Regions from separate parts of the Mus musculus genome. Here region 2 is linked to region 1. Evidence: chromatin contacts called from public HiChIP or PLAC-seq data. All regions are on one chromosome and are shown on one strand. Each heading gives the region's core, a stretch centred on a gene start, on an enhancer-like site or on the middle of the called end of the contact. The rest is flanking DNA. Distances are from core to core; before and after follow the strand shown. Region 1 holds the start of Zc3h7b (zinc finger CCCH type containing 7B). Region 2 overlaps Aco2 (aconitase 2, mitochondrial).

What was found. HiChIP or PLAC-seq counts read pairs in DNA pulled down with a chosen protein or histone mark.
Region 2: a contact with region 1 is called in an H3K4me3 HiChIP or PLAC-seq map of embryonic stem cells, with 26 read pairs. The contact joins the enhancer-like site here to the promoter of Zc3h7b in region 1. A contact is called at or near these places in 16 of 39 promoter capture datasets (the 3T3-L1 cell line, the C10 cell line, the HPC-7 cell line and 11 more), 6 of 484 Hi-C or Micro-C datasets (CD4 T cells, bone marrow-derived macrophages, cerebellar granule neurons and 3 more), 12 of 115 datasets of contacts at active chromatin or transcription factors (bone marrow-derived macrophages, craniofacial prominence, embryonic hindbrain and 6 more) and 4 of 9 other capture datasets (adipose tissue, embryonic stem cells, liver and 1 more).

Annotation. Positions count from the first base shown.
Region 1 is chr15:81,743,734-81,746,508 of GRCm38.p6, reverse strand. Zc3h7b (zinc finger CCCH type containing 7B) reads right to left here and starts at 1,411. Exons shown (of 23, transcript NM_001081016.2): 1 at 1,163-1,411.
Region 2 is chr15:81,890,822-81,893,968 of GRCm38.p6, reverse strand. The region is part of intron 2 of Aco2 (aconitase 2, mitochondrial); the gene reads right to left. Among named protein-coding and RNA genes, the nearest start is that of Aco2, 20 kb to the right of the region's middle. Within about 2 kb of position 1,593, at least 64 of the 459 cell types and tissues checked have an H3K27ac peak or open chromatin away from gene starts, as enhancers often do. A contact at or near this core is called in the HPC-7 cell line, bone marrow-derived macrophages, embryonic stem cells and 2 more, where this site is marked.

The DNA of each region.
Region 1 (2,775 bases), core at 162-2,661:
ACAACCGGGGGGGGGGGGGACGACAAAAAAACCCGCAATCCCCCATCACTTTGCAGCTGTTCCCCAGTTCCCCCACTTGAAGCCCCAGCCCCTTCAGCCCCTCCAGCCCCCAGTCTTCTCCATCAAGGCACTGTTGGCACCCCGGCCACCCTATTCTGTCAAGAATGAACTCTTTCTACACGTTCCCACTCCTGCGGTGTGGGGGGGAGGGAGGCTTTGTCTCTGCGAAGGACCCTCAACCCAGGAACTTTACAAACACCTGAACCTGAGGGTTTCTAAGATAGAAAGAAAAAGAGTTATGGATCGCAGAAGGGACCTTGTGTCCGCTGAGGGCAGTGGCGGCGGGGTCGACTCTGCTTCCCCAGGGCCCCCAGCCCTGCCAGGGCGCCCCTCAATCGCCACAATCCCAGTCCCCAGCAGTCCCCGTGAATCCCCTGCCTGGTTACTGCCCACCCAGGAGGCCTCTGAGCCCAGTGACGGATGCCACGACCGGAAATGCCCTCCTGCTCAGCAGACCCAGACCGCGCCCCCCTTTCCTGCCGCCCCCTCCCCCAGGGCTGGGCCCGCAGGCCCCGGATCCCCGGACTCGCGTGGCCGCGGTAACCGACTGGGGCGACCCATCAGCCGGCCATTGTCCCCGGCCCTCGCCGCGGCCCCTCTACCTCTAGGCACTGCGGATTCAAAGCGAATACAAAAGGAAAGGGGGACCCTAACTGCCAGCCTCGGACCACCTCCTTGCAGTGGGATCCGCAAAACATCCGCGCGCACACCCAAACCTCCAGACGCAAGGGAGATTGCCCCACACCACGGAAGAAAAATCCCAAGGCATCCCCTGGGGGCTGCAGTGCAGCCCCAATCTCCCAGGCGGCAGGTGCCCGGCCACACAATAACTTTGAAACTTTGGGGCAGGGGTACGGGAATCTGCAGACAGATTCCTCCCCCCAGAAAAACCCAGTTCGTGGTAATGGAGGTGCTATTGCTTTATTCTTGCAAAGCCGCCTTTCCAGGTGGCCTGGCCGGGGCTTCCCGCGCCTCCTCCGCGCGCGGCCCTGCCCGGCCCTGCCCGGGCGCCCCAGCCTCGCGCGCCCCAACCTTGCGCGCCGCCGGGGACGCGGTGGCCCGGCCTCTGCCCCGCGGGGCTCCGCCGCGCCAAAGCACTCACCTCGGCCGGGCTGCGCTCCCCGCGGGCCTGCGCCGAGCCCGATAAATGGTATGCTATGACTAGAGGTATGATTACGTTATTATTATTAGTAATAATAAGAGTAAATGCTATTTAATTACGGGCGGCCGCATCCTGCTCCCGGCGCCGCCGCCCGGGCAGCTCGGTCCATGTGGCTCCGGAGCGCTTTACTTTCATTTCCAGCCCCCTCGGCCGGCCGCTCGCGGCAGCACCCGCTGGAGGCTCCGTCTCCCTGCAGCTCTCCCTCCTCGGGTCCTAGAGAGCGCAGCTCCTCCTCGCTTTAGTCGCGCCCGGGGTGGGCGGCGCGGGCTGCGCACCTGGGGGGGAGGGGGGAGTCGGCAAGCCCCCCTTCCCAGTGGAGGGATGCCTGGAATTCACCTTGATTTTCTTTTAAAACTGCTCTTCCTTTTCTGGGATTTCCTTCTAGCAGTTCTGCATTTCTGGGCGGATGCTGGACCGACCTCTGTTTTGTTTTTCCACCCCTCAAACCGAGCGTAAAGCTACACTTGGCTTTCCAGGTGTTTTGATGAAGGAAGGCATCTCCAAGCATCTGGTCATGTTGTGCCCTTTCTTTGATAAGGACCTCGGTCAGGATCTCCTTTTTGGCTAGGGTTTCATGTATAGAAAGTTAAAAGCGGGTTGGGGGCGGGGGGGCGCAGGGGGAAATCAGTGACACTTGTTTAAGAAAGCCTGGCTGATTTTATTCAAGGTAGGGCTATCATGATGGGTTTAGGGACCATTGCAGTGGGGTTTTGCAGTGGTGCTGAGACACTGGGCTCAGCCCTGAATTCAGCATGAACCGGGAATTTATAGAGCAAGGAGCAAGGCAGGGTCAGCAGACAGAAAACTTGAGGTATAATGTGATTGCTGTTAGCTCCACCCAACAGGGTTCTTAAGTGTTTTTAAAGTCGGGTTTTTATTTTGTGTGTACCAGTGTTTTGGCTGTAGATATGCATGGGCATCATGTGTGTCCCTAGTGCCTTGCAAAGGTTAGAAGAGGGGATAGGAGTTCCTGAAACTAGAGTCACAGATGGTTGTGAGCACTGTGTGGGTGCTGGGAATGTAACATGGGTCCTCTGGAAGAGCAGCAGGTGCTCTTAATGGCTGAGCCATCTCTTCAAGATAGGTTAGGTACTGGAACATCACCTTGGGGTATAGTGGAAGAGGAGGATCCTGAGCGTATATTGGTGGTGTTCCCAGATGGAAGGTAGGGGAGTCTAGTTAAGCCATGCTTGCTAAAAATTGGACAATTGGGCCAGGCTTGGTGAAGCACACCTTCAACACCAGCACTTGGAAGGCAGAGGCAGGCCTGGTCTACCTAGCCAGAGCAGTCAGCTACATAGAGAGACACTATCTCAAAGAAAATAATGATAATAAATTTAATTAATTAACTTATTTATTTATTTATTTATTTATTTTCTGAGACAGGGTTTCTCTATGCAGCCCTGGGTGTCCTGGAACTCACTCTGTAGACCAGGCTGGCTTAGAACTCAGAAATCCGCCTGCCTCTGCCTCCCAAGTGCTGGGATTAAAGGCGTGTGCCACCACTGCCTAGCAAAATTAAAATAAAATTAAATAATCCAGAGATAAATAAA
Region 2 (3,147 bases), core at 344-2,843, 150 kb before region 1:
ATCACTAAGGCACCAAATTAACAAACTGGCTTCTACCTGCCTTAAAGTACAGGACAGACTAAAGACAAAAGCTCACACTAACAGCATTTCCTTGGTTTTAAGACTTGGCTCAGAGAGCTGGCAAGATGGCTCAGCAGGTAAGAGCACTGACTGTTCTTCTGAAGGTCTTGAGTTCAAATCCCAGCAACCACATGGTGGCTCACAACCACCTGTAAAGAGATCTGATACCCTCTTCTGGTGTGTCTGAAGATAGCTAAAGTGTACTTATGTATAATAATAAATAAATCTTTAAAAAAAAAGAAAAAAAAAAAAAAAAAGACTTGGCTTCAGACTCATGACAGTCTTCCTGTCTCAGGCTCCTGAGTGCTGGGAGCAAAGGCATGTGCTACTGTTGCCAGGCGCTTTGTTTTGTTTTCAAGATAGAGAATGCTCTCTATAGCTTAGGCTAGCCCCCAACTTATGATTCTCATACCTCAGTCTTCTACCTCAGCATTCCTAATGCTGGCATTACATGCCTACATACTATACCTGGCTATTTGTGTGTGTGAATGTGTTGCTGTTTAATTTAAAAATTATTTTTATTTTATGGGCATGTGTGTTTTTGTGCGTATGTGTGCATCATGTGTGCATGTAGAACCCAAAGAGGCCAGAAGAGGAAGTGATATTGGATCTTCTCCTCCTCCTCCTCCTCTTCCTCTTCTTCTTCTTCTTCCTTCTCCTCCTCCTTCTTCTTTGATTTTCAAGACAGGGTTTCTCTGTATAGCTCTGTCTGTCCTGGAACTCACTCTGTGGACCAAGCTGGCCTCGAACTCAGAAATCTGCCTGCCTCTGCCTCCCAAGTGCTGGGATTAAAGGCGTGCTCCACCACCCAAATTGGATCTTCTTAAACTGAAGTTACAAGTGATTGTGAGCTGCTATGTGAGTTCTGGGAACCAAACTTGGGATCTCTAGAAGATCAGCAGTAAGTACTTAACTCTCTCTAGACCCTTTGTCCTGTTTTTTGTTTTGTTTTGTTTTGTTTTTTGGGTCGGGGGTAGAGGGCAGGGGGGCAGGACTAGGAATTTACTTTATAGCCCAGATTGGCTGCAAGCTCAAGAACCAACTATCTTGACTTCATGAGTGTTAGAATTACAGGTACACTAGAATTTGTAGATACCTGCCACCAGCTTGACATCGTTCTCTTATTTTCAAACAGCTTTATTAAGATAGGACACAGTAGCTCTGTGCTCTCAGCATTCAGGAGGCTGAGGTGACAGGACTGACACAGTGTAAGATGAGCCGAACAGTTAAGGCTGGTCAGGGCTACAGAGCAAGACTTTCCCTCCTCAAACAAGCAAAGGCATCCTGAGAGGCCGCTTTACTGAGGTATAATTAGACTGATAAGCCCTGTACAGGGCATATGTTTTGGAACTGGAAGTAGCTCAGATGCAGAGCAGGAGGTGCTAGGACCTTTACTTGGTCCTCATTACCACACACACAAACATCCCGAAACCCACACCCCAAAGCCCTTCCCTGCCCTCTGGTAATAACCCAGCCCATTCCCAGCCTACCATGCTCTCCAGTCTGTGACCAAAGGTCAGTGTTATGTGACTAGAGCCCTAAATCCTGGGATTGTTTATGTGTGTGTGGACATGTGCAAATAGGTATCTGTAGAGGCCAGAGGACTGGCGATCCCCTGGAATCAGAGTCATAGTGGATGGTGCCAGGAATTGAACTTGGGTCTCTCTAGAAGAGAACACTGAGTCATCTCTCCAGTCCCTACTCTTAGGCTTTCATAAGCACTTCATGCATAGAACTCATTTATACTCACAGTGCAGATGAGGAAACTGAGGCTCTGGGAGGAAAGTGAGTTCTCCCAGGTCCCAAAGCTGAGGTACAAAACTAGATGCAAGGATCCAACAGGGTGTGCTGTCTGTGCTCTCATGCTGACTCTACTGCTGACCCAGCATGACTCAGCAGGAAACGTGGACCCTTCCTTCTCCTCTGCCTGCCTGGGCCCATCTACTAATCTCAGTCTCCTAAGCCCTTGAACTAAGAGCTCTTCTCTAAAGTCCTAGATGGCCGGGCGGTGGTGGCACACACCTTTGATCCCAGCACTCGGGAGGCAGAGGCAGGCGGATTTCTGAGTTCGAGCCCAGTCTGGTCTACAAAGTGAGTTCCAGGACAGCCAGGGCTACACAGAAAAACCCTGTCTCGAAAAACCAAAAACCAAAAAAAAAAAAAAAAAAAAAGTCCTAGCTGTTCAGCTCAACTGGTAGTTCTAAGAATCTCTAGGTCTGCTTCATTAGAGAAGCCAGTAAAAGCAGCAAGGCTGGCCCTTTGCAGCAGCATATCCCAGGCAGGTGGGTGGCAGTGACTCACTGTATAGAATATAACCTCTCTTTCTGGGCTCAAGAGAGCTGAAAAATAGCACTAAAACCTTGAAAGAAATGCCTGAAATGCTCTTTAAACAAAGACCAGCCCGACACTGGGCTGCTTAGAAGGCTCAGCAAGTAAAGGCGCTCACCTCCACAATAGGTGACCTCAGTGTGGCCTGAGATGAACACACTCTAATACAGTATATGATGTACAGCTGACAGTGAGCAAAACTAGGGCAGCTTACCAGTACGTCTTCTGATAGAGAGTGACTTCGGATCTCTATCTATATTTATCTGTCCCTCTGTTCTTCTGGGTGGTGTTCTGTTCCTGGAAATGGAGTCTGGCTCTACTGTCAAAGGCTCTGAGAGGAGGAAGAGTCCCCTAGCCGTGCTCTGCCTTCTTTAAAGCTCTTAGACTAGCTTGATCTTCCTTAGGTCTTATGGGTGCAGTTACAGCCGTTGTAAGCTCATGTTTGATCAAGACACATGACATGCATGTTTGAAATTCTCAAACAAGAAAACACATTCTTTAGAATAAAAAACTTCTTAGAAGAGCCTTACCTCTACTTTTTCTCTATGTCATGGTTTTTTAGCCCTGGCACTACCTACACGTGGGCCAGGTGACTCTGCTATAAGGCTGTCCTGTGGCTGTTTAGTGGTGTTGTTAGTTCCTACCCACTACGTAGTAACAACCCTCACTCTGTTTCTAGTAAAGATAACTAAGAAATGTCTTGACGTACTGCTGAGCATCTCCTGAGAGCAAAACCAACTCTCTGAGGACAGCTGCTTG